2 separate regions of the Rattus norvegicus genome follow, and region 1 is linked to region 2. Evidence: chromatin contacts called from public Hi-C data. All regions are on one chromosome and are shown on one strand. Each heading gives the region's core, a stretch centred on a gene start, on an enhancer-like site or on the middle of the called end of the contact. The rest is flanking DNA. Distances are from core to core; before and after follow the strand shown.

Region 1 (5,153 bases), core at 425-2,924, 470 kb before region 2:
CCTGTAGCAGTGCAAGTGTTCCTGCTAATATTGCCAGACTTTAGAAGTTCGGTTTTATTGTGAACAACCAACACTTGTCTATCCGCAGGGGATTTTTGCCTTTTCACAAGTTTTTATTTTTAATTTTTATTGTACTGAATTACATAAGGACATTTCTAGACAAGCTTATAATGTTCTTTGAACATCTGCCCCTCACATCCTGTTACCCTCCCCTTTGCGGGGCACCCCCCCCCTTCCTGTTAGTCCTCTAGACAGTGTGGAGGGAGGTCCAGGAAGCCCAGCTTAGAGGGAAGATGGCTAGAAGTCTGAGCCATCTGTCCTTACCATTCACCCAAGGATCTGAGGTCCTTTTGGCTGGCGTGCTACTCTCTCCGGGTGAAACTATTGATCTTGCTGTCAGTGGCACCCTAAGCTCACCTCATACACTAGGGAGATGAGTGGTGAATTCAGTAAGTAGAGGACACCGAAAAGGTCATCTGTGAGTGGGAAGCTGCTCTGTGCTCCCGGGAGAGCTTGAACGCTGTCCGTAGGCGGAACAGTAGCTAGCTGGCCCACTGACCCTAGCAGAACTGAAATTTAGCAGAAATGCGCATTTCCAGCTTTGACAACAGGAGCTCTTGGCTTCCTCCACACCACAAGCCGCACAGCAGCAATAGCCAGACCCATCTTGTATTCCATGAGTCACCCTGCATCACCCTTGTGGGACACAGACACCCAGGAGCTTCTGGAGCTGCTGTGTTGGACTCCCTGCTTTTTCCAGAAGATGAGGTACAAGCAGAGGGGTGGCATAGTGGTAGGGTTCATGTTCAGCACTTGGAACATGTTTAGCATTTACAAGACAAAGGTTTGATCTCCGACATCCCAGTCACACCAAGACCCTCCTCCTAGCACCGTGAACAGGAGACACAGTTAGATTCTCAAGCCCCACTCGGATCAGGCGCCATGTAGTCCTGTGATTTAACTGATTTAACTCCTCGAGACGCCTCTTCATTCCTCACGGTTCACTTGCTGGCCCTAAGCAGACAGACCAAAGAAAATGGCTGTACTTACATCATGAGAAACACAAGGGAGAGAGTTTGGCAGTAGGTATATTTAGGAAGGCATATGACTGTGTGGATTCGTTCTTTTTATCTATTCTGAGGCCAGGGTTTATGCTATATCGGGGTTAGGCATCAAAACAGGTTTAGAGTTTTTGAGGTTTAACCAAGTGTGCGTATAGAATCTACTTCTCTAGGAATCCTTAGTGTCCTCATGCGTACTGTTTTGTCTTTGGTATCGAAACTGAACCCAGGGCCTTCTGCATGCCAAGCATGGGCTCTAGCGCTAAGCTACCCTCAATTGCCAATAGTCGTTTTATTGGCTTTATCTTATATAAGCCTCAGAAAAGTGTAGTAATATTTACCATCAAGTCCATTTTATAGATGAGAAGCCAGTCATTAAAATGACGCTTTCTGTTCAGGTGAGAGAGACAAATAATTATTTGGTACTTAAATATGGTCCCGTGTGTGGTTTTCCCAAAAAAGTAGTTTATGACTTCCCGAGATGTCTTAAATAAAACACTGTGGAAAATGTTTTTGAAGACCCTTTCAAACATTTTCTGTAACCCCCACCCCCCTATCTTGTGAGGCTCTGGTTTGTCTAGACTTGTATATCCCCAGTGTGGCCACAAGATGTCAGGTTAATCTCGGTCTTTGAGAAACTGGCTTCATTGGAGCACCAGTAGAGAGGTGAAGGTCCTCTTTTGCTGAAGAAGACAAATGAATAAACAATAAAAAGTAAAACTAAGGGATAAAGAGAAAACAGAACGAAAGCCCTTAGGTGACTACGTAGCTTAAATAGAAGCGTGCATTATGTTCCTCTCCTTTTGGTTTGAATCAAGCAATTGGGAGTTCAGATAAGCCTGTGTGTCATTTCTGTTTGCTCTCGGAGGCAGGAGGTCAGGACTTGGGCCAGCCCCTTAGCGAACATTATTCATCTGTCCAGCCCCGGCTCTGGAACAAATGTGAAGAAATGAAGTCGCTTCAGTGAGGGGAGACAGTGTTGTTATTGTTGCTGGTGACGGTTCTATTTGCCAACAGGCATAAAAACATACTTTGGAACCCAAACAGGCTTGTCAGAGGGAACTTTTGTTCCATGTTTGGGCTGGGCCGCTTCCAGGGCAAAATCAGGCTGGCATTTGAACTTCAGGAGGCCAGGAGAGAGCTGTGCACAGCAGCCACTGACCGGAAAGGCCGGCCATCAGCTGCAGTTTTCATCTGGGTGTTATTTGACCGCAGTCCATGCAGCTTGGGCTGCCAACTGGGGTCACTTCTCTGAAAGTGTACTAAGGGGAGGGGGGGGGAGCAGGGCTCTGCGGTCCAGCATGGAGGACTCGGCCACAAGAGGGGCTAAGCAAGCTTAGGAGCGTGAGCTTTTGGAAAGCTGGCCCTCACTTTAGGGCTTTGGAGAGAGAAAGTGGTCCCGGTTCTGCAGGATTTATCTGCATTCGCCTCTTGATTACCCCAAGATCTCTGGCAATGCTGACAGGATCCCTTTGCTACGTGGATTAACCACCTTGGGGACAAAGCCATCCTTGCTGTGTGTGGTGAGAGTTCAGGGGTAGAGAAACTCGTGGTAATGCTAGTCTCAAGAAGCATCAATTCAGAAAGACTCTTTGCTTTTCTCTGCTACTGTTACATAATTCAAGCCGCCAGTCCCATTCGCAGCTGTCCTGCGGCCTCCTCCCTCTGCAGATGGGAGAAGCTCGCTGGAGGGACCGGCTTACACTAATCTATCTATTTGGAAGGCGAGGCGGTGATAAATTACGACCATGGCGAATAGCATTAAGATGCGGTAGAGCCAACAGTCCCTTGACTGTGAACTCCCAGCTCCCCCCCCCCCCCCACAACTCGGCAGAACTACCCAGGACCTCACTGGACATTTTATTTCACCTTGAGCTCCTGAGCTTAGAGAGGCTCTTATTCCAGAGCCCAAAAAGGCCCCCCTCCACCCCCCCCCCGTCTGAAGTGGCAAGCTCCCCACAGGAGCCTGAGAGTTTCAGTAAATGGATGAGCCTCTTATTTTGTAAATAAAGTAACAGCTCGAGGAAATGAAGTGATTGCCCCAATTATACACCTAATTGGTGGCAGATTAGGGACAGGAGCACAGCCCATCACTGCTGTTTCCTATCCCACTTGTGCCATCTTGAATTTAAAAATACCTGTAGCTTTATTTTAACATCCTAAGTTAATCGACTTACTGCTGGGCTGGGGCTGGAACTCAAATAGGCAGATGCTCTACCACGGAGCTGCACCCCAAGTCTGATTCACTTACTTAAAAAGCCCCTTATGCTAGCCTCCAGTTTCCTTTCCATAGTCAGGCCAGAGGCTACCCAGAGCTGTCTCTGTTTCCAACCTCCAGATTCTTTCTCATCTCAGCCACAACTGCCATGCCGTGTCAACCTCAGCTGACTCTCAAGCTGAAAAGATAATTTTCAGCATTTAACCTTAATGCAGGCATTTGGGATGGAGGAGGTTTCATAGCCTGGGGAACTCTCTCTAGAAAGAGCCAGGTCGCCACTGTTTGCGGTTTAGAAGGCGATACCTTAGATAGCGATTTAAGATGAAAATGCCTTTATCGTAACTACTCAGATTTGAGTTCCCTGCATGAAACCAGCCAAAATGCACACGGAGTCTTCTGTCTATAATCTCAGCACTTGAGAGGGTGAGGTCCTGGAGGATCATGACCCCACGATCAGCCAGGGCTACACAGTGAGTTCAAGGCCGGTCTGAGCTACATGAAACCCGGAGTCAACAAAACAACAGACAAACAGCAGGAAAAATAGCCATACAATATGCGAGGTAAATGAGCTTGGCTTCTTGAGAATCAGTTTGGCCCCCGGGTCAAAATCTGCTACAATAACAAACCAACCCCACTTTTGAATTTCTTTCCTTCAGCACATTATGATCTAAGCTCTGTCTTTATGTATTGTTCAACCCGAGCTTCTGGGATGGTGTCTCAGCTTGGGCTATTGTAAGGGAGTACTGGGTGCCTTAAACACCAGGCATTTTCAACAGTTCCAGAGGGTGGGAAGTCCAAGGTCAAGGCACGGGCAGATCCAGGGCCTGGTGAAGACCCTGCCTGGGTTTTTAAAGGTTAATAATTAAGTACCCAAATAGTGTGTGCCCCCCCCCCCGTGAGATCTTCCCCCTCCTCCTCCTCATTTGTTTTTGAAGACAGCATCTCCTTGCATAGCTCAGGCTAGCCTGAAACTTACTTTGTCATTCAGGCTAGCCTTGGAACTTACTGTGTAACTCAGTCTAGCTTGAAATTCACAGCTCTCCTGCCTCAGCTTCTCACATTCCTGCTGGAATCACGGGCATGGGCTGCCACATGCGGCATTTGTGTTTCTTATAAAAGGATATTAACTCCATTCGAGGGGGTGCCCCATTTCATAGCCTGCTCTAACCTTAAAATCTCCCCAAGTCCCCTTCTTGACATATTTTCACTTAGAGGACCAAGGCTTCAATGTGAACATGGGATGAAGGACAGGCACACAGGCCCCCTTCACATCAGACCACAAAGTCTGAAGATGGAAAAAAAGAGAAAGGAAGAGTGGAGGGAGATCAGAACCCAAGACCTTTCCCGACAGTCTAGGGCATGGCAAACTCCAATGTCTTGGGCCTTGGACCACAGCATCTTTTTAAAATCACAGCATCCGGGAGATAAAACACTACAGTTAAAAACATGCTCAGGTCTCGTTAGCATCTGGGCTGTGTCTCGTCTGGTGCCGCTGGCTCTAGTCTGTCCTTTCCCCAGCCTGGCAATGGCGTTTAAGGAATCTGCTCACAGTGGACAGAGGATGGAATCCGTCTATGACGAACCCCACTTCCTCAGTTGCTCCTATTAAATGGCTGTTGCATGAGTACTGGAAGGGATAAGAATTTGTGCATTCATCTAATGTTCTTTTTAAAAATAACTACTCAGAGGGGCTAGGAATTAGGTTGGTTGTGGAGTGCTCGCCTAGCAACACGAAATGGAAGAGAGACTTTCCATCCCTGTCTTAAGTGAGCGTGTGGCCCAGATTGCGTTACTAGTCCTCAGGACATCAGGAATCCCTGGTGGCAGTGTGGGAGTCCTCACTTGCTCAAAGGGACTTCGAGTGTCCTGCTGTA
Region 2 (5,050 bases), core at 2,121-4,620:
TTTACATCTTTGTTCATTTATCTGCTTATTCACTAATTCTCTATTAGTTGAATAAGTGCCAGACACAGTCAAATTGCTTTAATAATTTATGTTGTGATTCAATGGAATTAAATATGGGAAGTGTTTTGTACTTTATAAAATGATATTCAAATGAAGTTATTATCATCAAATTCTATAATAGTGTATCATGAATGAAAATATCTTTACTATTGAATCCACTATGAATTTTGTGTGTAACTTTTTTAATAAGCATGATAACAATTAGATTATGTAGCACTGAAATATTTAATGCTGTAGACTTAAAAATAAACCAAATTTTATGTTAACTCACTAGAGAGATCATTTTTGTATAGAAGTTAGTAAGGAAGGAAGGAAGGTGAAACTTTTACCTTTAGAAACAGGTGGCAGCATGTTAGCTCATCTTGTGAACTGATGTTTATGTAACTGTTGGTGACTGAATGGGAGAATGTAGATGACTGGAGCAGGAGCGTTGCCACTTAGAGGTGTGTGTACTGCATAGGAGCCAATAGCATTGCTTTAACATATACAAGACGACGTTTACTGTTAGTCTAATGATTACATTTTAAGGTTTTGTTTCAAGATGGTACTGTTTTAGCCATTAGACACAGGAACAATTTTTAAAGCTGAAAATTGTGATTATGGATAGAATTTAGTAACTGTTTAAGATACAGTGGAATAAGACTACCCCTAATAGTAGGTTCAGTGACCTTGATAAAGTTTGTTGTTTTAATTTAATGCATTGATCTCCTTCCCTCCCTCCCTTCCTCTCTTCCTCCCTCCCTCTCTTCTCTCTCTCCTCTTCTCCCTCCCTCTCTTCTCCCTCCCCTCTCCTTCCCTCCCCTCCCCTCCCCTCCTCCCTCTCTCTCTCTCTCTCTCTCTCTCTCTCCCCTTCTCTCTCTCTCTCTCTCCCCCCCCCCCTCTCTCTCTCTCTCTCTCTCTCTCTTGTTTTCAGGAACAGGTCCACTATAAAATAAGATTAATTGATTTGGACCAATCTGGTTCAATTTCAGGAAGACTTGCATTATCTTAGTGTTCTTCATAAGGACATTCCAATATAATTTATTTAATTGGAAATATCTCTTGGATATATCTATTTATTCTACCTTTACTCCCAAGAATGATACAGGTTCTTTTTCCTTCAGCTTATATACTCACATGGAAGGAGGGTGGAGCTTGCTTTACCATGGGGGGTGGGGGAGGAATAGAGAGAGGAGGGAGGGAGAGAGAGCAATCTTACTAGAGAGATGGAGCTCATTTGTGAAAGTAGTACCAACAAGAAGAGCTCAATGCAGCCATGATGATGATATTTGCACTAGTCTTTTCCAGTATTTAACTTAACAATTCCTTATATACTATGTGGAGTTAACATTTTGAGTTTTCTAGCTCTATAATAGGTAATCAGTTGGGTTTTTCAGGATATGATGTCAATCAAAATAAAATATTTTATTTTTTCCTGTTTATTGTTTTTAATTGAAGTGGATAGAATTTTTAAGTAATGTGGCTGCTTCCTGTCAGTATTCAGTGTGGGACTTATTGGTAAATTGTCTCTCTCTCTCTTTTTTTTTTTTTTTTTTTTTTTTTTTTGGAGCTGAGGACCGAACCCAGGCGCTCTACGACACTGAGCTAAATCCCCAACCCCAATTGTCTCTTATTTTAAAATATTTAATGTTAGTAAAGATGTTTCATGGGGACAGAAATTGTAAAAATCTCCCTAACTTACTTGAACAAAGGACTTATTTTCTTTAATGTCTTTTAGTTCAACACTATCAAACAATCATAATTTTGGGAAAGAGACCCAGATTACAGTATCTCCTTATTCTGCAGCAACACGTCCCCATGATTGATTTTGAGTAGTTTTGTCCCTGCCTTTATGTATTGTGCATGACATATTTGAATAGCCCATGATAGGGTGTCTTCAGTGGAGCCGCTAGCCTTTGTCAGACTGTGTAGAGGATGTCTAGTTTTGGCCACTCATTGATAAGTGGGTAGGCTTTGAGTATAATTTGTATTGGAAGAGGACTTGTAATCTAGTTCAGTACTATCTGGGAATCCAACCTTGAATTTAATGCTATGCACTATTTATCAAAGTCCAATGTTATAGAAGAATATAGTTAGTCTATGTACCTATTTTTTTTTTTTTGGTCTGGTTACTTAAAGTTTATGTTGTGTGTCACTTTACACTGGTGTATCTGCTCCATACTTCTGCAAGTGTGGAAGCACTTTCACAAAGGTTTATGGCAGCATTTCCCCTCTTAGGTTGATAGGGACAATAATAGTACAGTTCATTAAGCTTATTGCTGTATGTGTAAGGATGCTTTAAAGAAGCCTTCTTACAAAGTTATCATGTTTAAAGACCTAAACATTTAAAGGATACATTTCTAGTTACTATCTTAGGAAACACAGTATTTCCTCTGAGTAGTTCTCTTCTTTTTTGTATTACAGACATTAATACTGAAGCCTATCATGTTTTGAATTTGCAATTTTCCTAAAATATTTCATTCCAAATTTTTGACTCACTTTTCACATAAAGAGTTTTGAAGTGAAGAGTGCCAATTTTGGAGTCAGGCACTCTTAATTCAGATTTTGGATATGCAACTTAACTGTCTTGAAATCTATAATTACTCATTCCCTGTAAGCCCCAGTTTCTCAGTTGTGTGAAATAAGTTAATAGTGTCCTAACAAAGTTGTGAAGATTATCAGAGAATGACATATGAACAGTGTAGGCATGTCTTTTCTACTTTCATATTCCCTGTCTTCCACTTCCTTTATCTACCTAAGGAAATAAATGACTTAATGTTGTATGCTTAATGTAATCTACCTAAAATATTTTTAGAACAAGGCAGATTGTATAAATGTTAGTTTCTTGCCACATTGTATTTTATATAAAGCAAAGCAACTAAAACTACTTATAAGTACTTTGACATAACTCTTTTTGAAATTAAAGGGGTTTGGGCTACTCAACTTTCATTTTCTCCTCTTCATCTCAAGTATACAGTACAAAACATGCTTTCTGTATTTTTTGTAGATCTGACAGTGATTTTGTTAGAACATTTAATTTCAGTCACTTAGGGTAAATGTCTCACTCTTGTTTAGCCTCTGCACAAGACCAGAACAGTGTACTCCTAGAACTATTTAATAATCCCCCATGTTTGAAAAGCTAGACTTTATGTGTGGTCAGGCCAATTGAAGACATTTACAAAGACTTAGTTGTTTGTTATTGCTATGTGAGTTCAAGAATGGAAAAAAAAAGACATTTTTCTTCAATACTTCCTTCCAGGCTGAGTCATCACTAGAGAGTGGGAAGGGCAGCCGCAGCAACAACAAAGAACCCAGCTCCTAAAGCTGACCCTGCAGAGCACCATTTCTCCAAGTTGGGGGCTCAGAGGGAGCCATCATGAGCGATGTTACCATCGTTAAAGAAGGCTGGGTTCAGAAGAGGGGTAAGTTAAGTGCTCAGCGGAACTGGGCAGTGCGGTTGGTGAAAGTGCCGAGAGCAGCGTGGGCGCTGGCGCTGTTAAGTCAAGTCGCATGTGCTGTCTGATAGGACCAGAATAAGGCTCATCATGCGTGCGTGCTAGCAGTTCTCTTACTTAGGGACTGCCTCTGATTCTGTCTTCTTACAGCTTTGAGTATGACATTAGATTGTTGCATACATGCATGCATGTTGGTAATGTATTTTTCTGCAATGTCCTCAGATTTAACAGACTTCACAGAATATTTAACATAGAAAAGGACTCGGGTTATATAATAATATATTAATATTTAGATAAAAATACAGCATTGTGTCCATTTTTATGGTAGCATACAGGCTTAACATCTTAAGGTGAGGGCTTACATTTAAACTGCTAGACTAAGCAGGTCCATAAATTAGGTAAATTAAAAGTCCAAATGTGGGGGCTGGGGATTTAACTCAGTGGTAGAGCGCTTACCTAGGAAGCGCAAGGCCCTGGGTTCGGTCCCCAGCTCCGAAAAAAAGAACCAAAAAAAAAAAAAAAGTCCAAATGTGGACAGGACTTTTGTTTGTTTAATTTTATATGTTTTGTTTACATGATTTACTTTTATTATTATTTCTTGTGCATTCATAAGGGCATTATTTTTAATACTAAATAAGTGCTATAAAACTTAGCATACATTGTGAGTGACCACCTCCTTATTTTATCTGTGTTTAGCAATCTGGACTTTAGGCTAGTTGCTGGGCCACTCTACCTGTCTACCTACATGGTCTAACTCAGTGGAATGAAGGATTCTTTTAGGTCCTATTTGATAGTTGAAAGTTACCTCTTAAAACACTGGTTTTTATTTCTTTGAAAGTCTTTATTAGTGTGAGCTGCTGTCAGTTGTTAGATGGAATTATGCATTATGGAATTTTAAATAGACTTTATCAAGGTATAATTTCCATTCAATAAATATTCCAAATAACATTGTAATGGGCTGTGCCTAATATTTATATTAGTAACAGACACTACAGTCCTGAAGTAGAACATTTCTATCACTCTAGAAAGTTCTTTTCATGTCGCTTTTAGTTCAGTGCTTCTCTTCAGCTTTGGCAATCACCTGATGTGTTATCTGCTGTTATCCAATGGACTCATAAGATCCACAGTCTTTTGTATCTGGTTTCTTTCCTGTTCTTACTTTTCTGCTTTATACATATAGTTTATGTGAAAAGTAGAACTACTTCCGGAAATACAACTCTTCATTTATTTGTTTTTAACTAATTTTCTTTTTGAAACAGAATTTCACTTTATACCCAAGTTGCAGTTAGATTGAGTATGAAGCTCAGGTCGTTATTCAACCTGACCCTCCTCTCTAAGTCTCTGGAGTGTTGGGATGATAGGCCTGAGTTACCACTCCTGGCTTTGTCTTTTTAATACTTGGTAGAAATTTGATTTGTCTCTGGATATTGTGAGTAAAGTTTCTATGAACATTGAGTACATGCCTTTTTATAATATGTTTCCATTTGTATTGGGTAATAACCTACGATAAGTTGCAGGTTATATGTTAAGTGCCTGTTTAAATTGATAAAGCTGCC

The links. Hi-C and Micro-C count contacts between places; a contact is called where the count stands out from the background.
Region 1: a Hi-C map of Schwann cells shows a contact between it and region 2, with 4 times the contacts expected there. The contact joins the enhancer-like site here to the promoter of Akt3 in region 2. A contact is called at or near these places in 4 of 12 Hi-C or Micro-C datasets (the A7r5 cell line, Schwann cells, frontal cortex and 1 more) and 1 of 1 datasets of contacts at active chromatin or transcription factors (oligodendrocytes).

The regions. Positions count from the first base shown.
Region 1 is chr13:92,213,507-92,218,659 of GRCr8, reverse strand. No RefSeq gene overlaps it. Among named protein-coding and RNA genes, the nearest start is that of Spmip3, 59 kb to the left of the region's middle. Within about 2 kb of position 1,674, at least 31 of the 93 cell types and tissues checked have an H3K27ac peak or open chromatin away from gene starts, as enhancers often do. A contact at or near this core is called in Schwann cells, where this site is marked.
Region 2 is chr13:91,746,269-91,751,318 of GRCr8, reverse strand. Akt3 (AKT serine/threonine kinase 3) reads left to right here and starts at 3,370. Exons shown (of 13, transcript NM_031575.2): 1 at 3,370-3,461. The coding sequence starts at 3,416.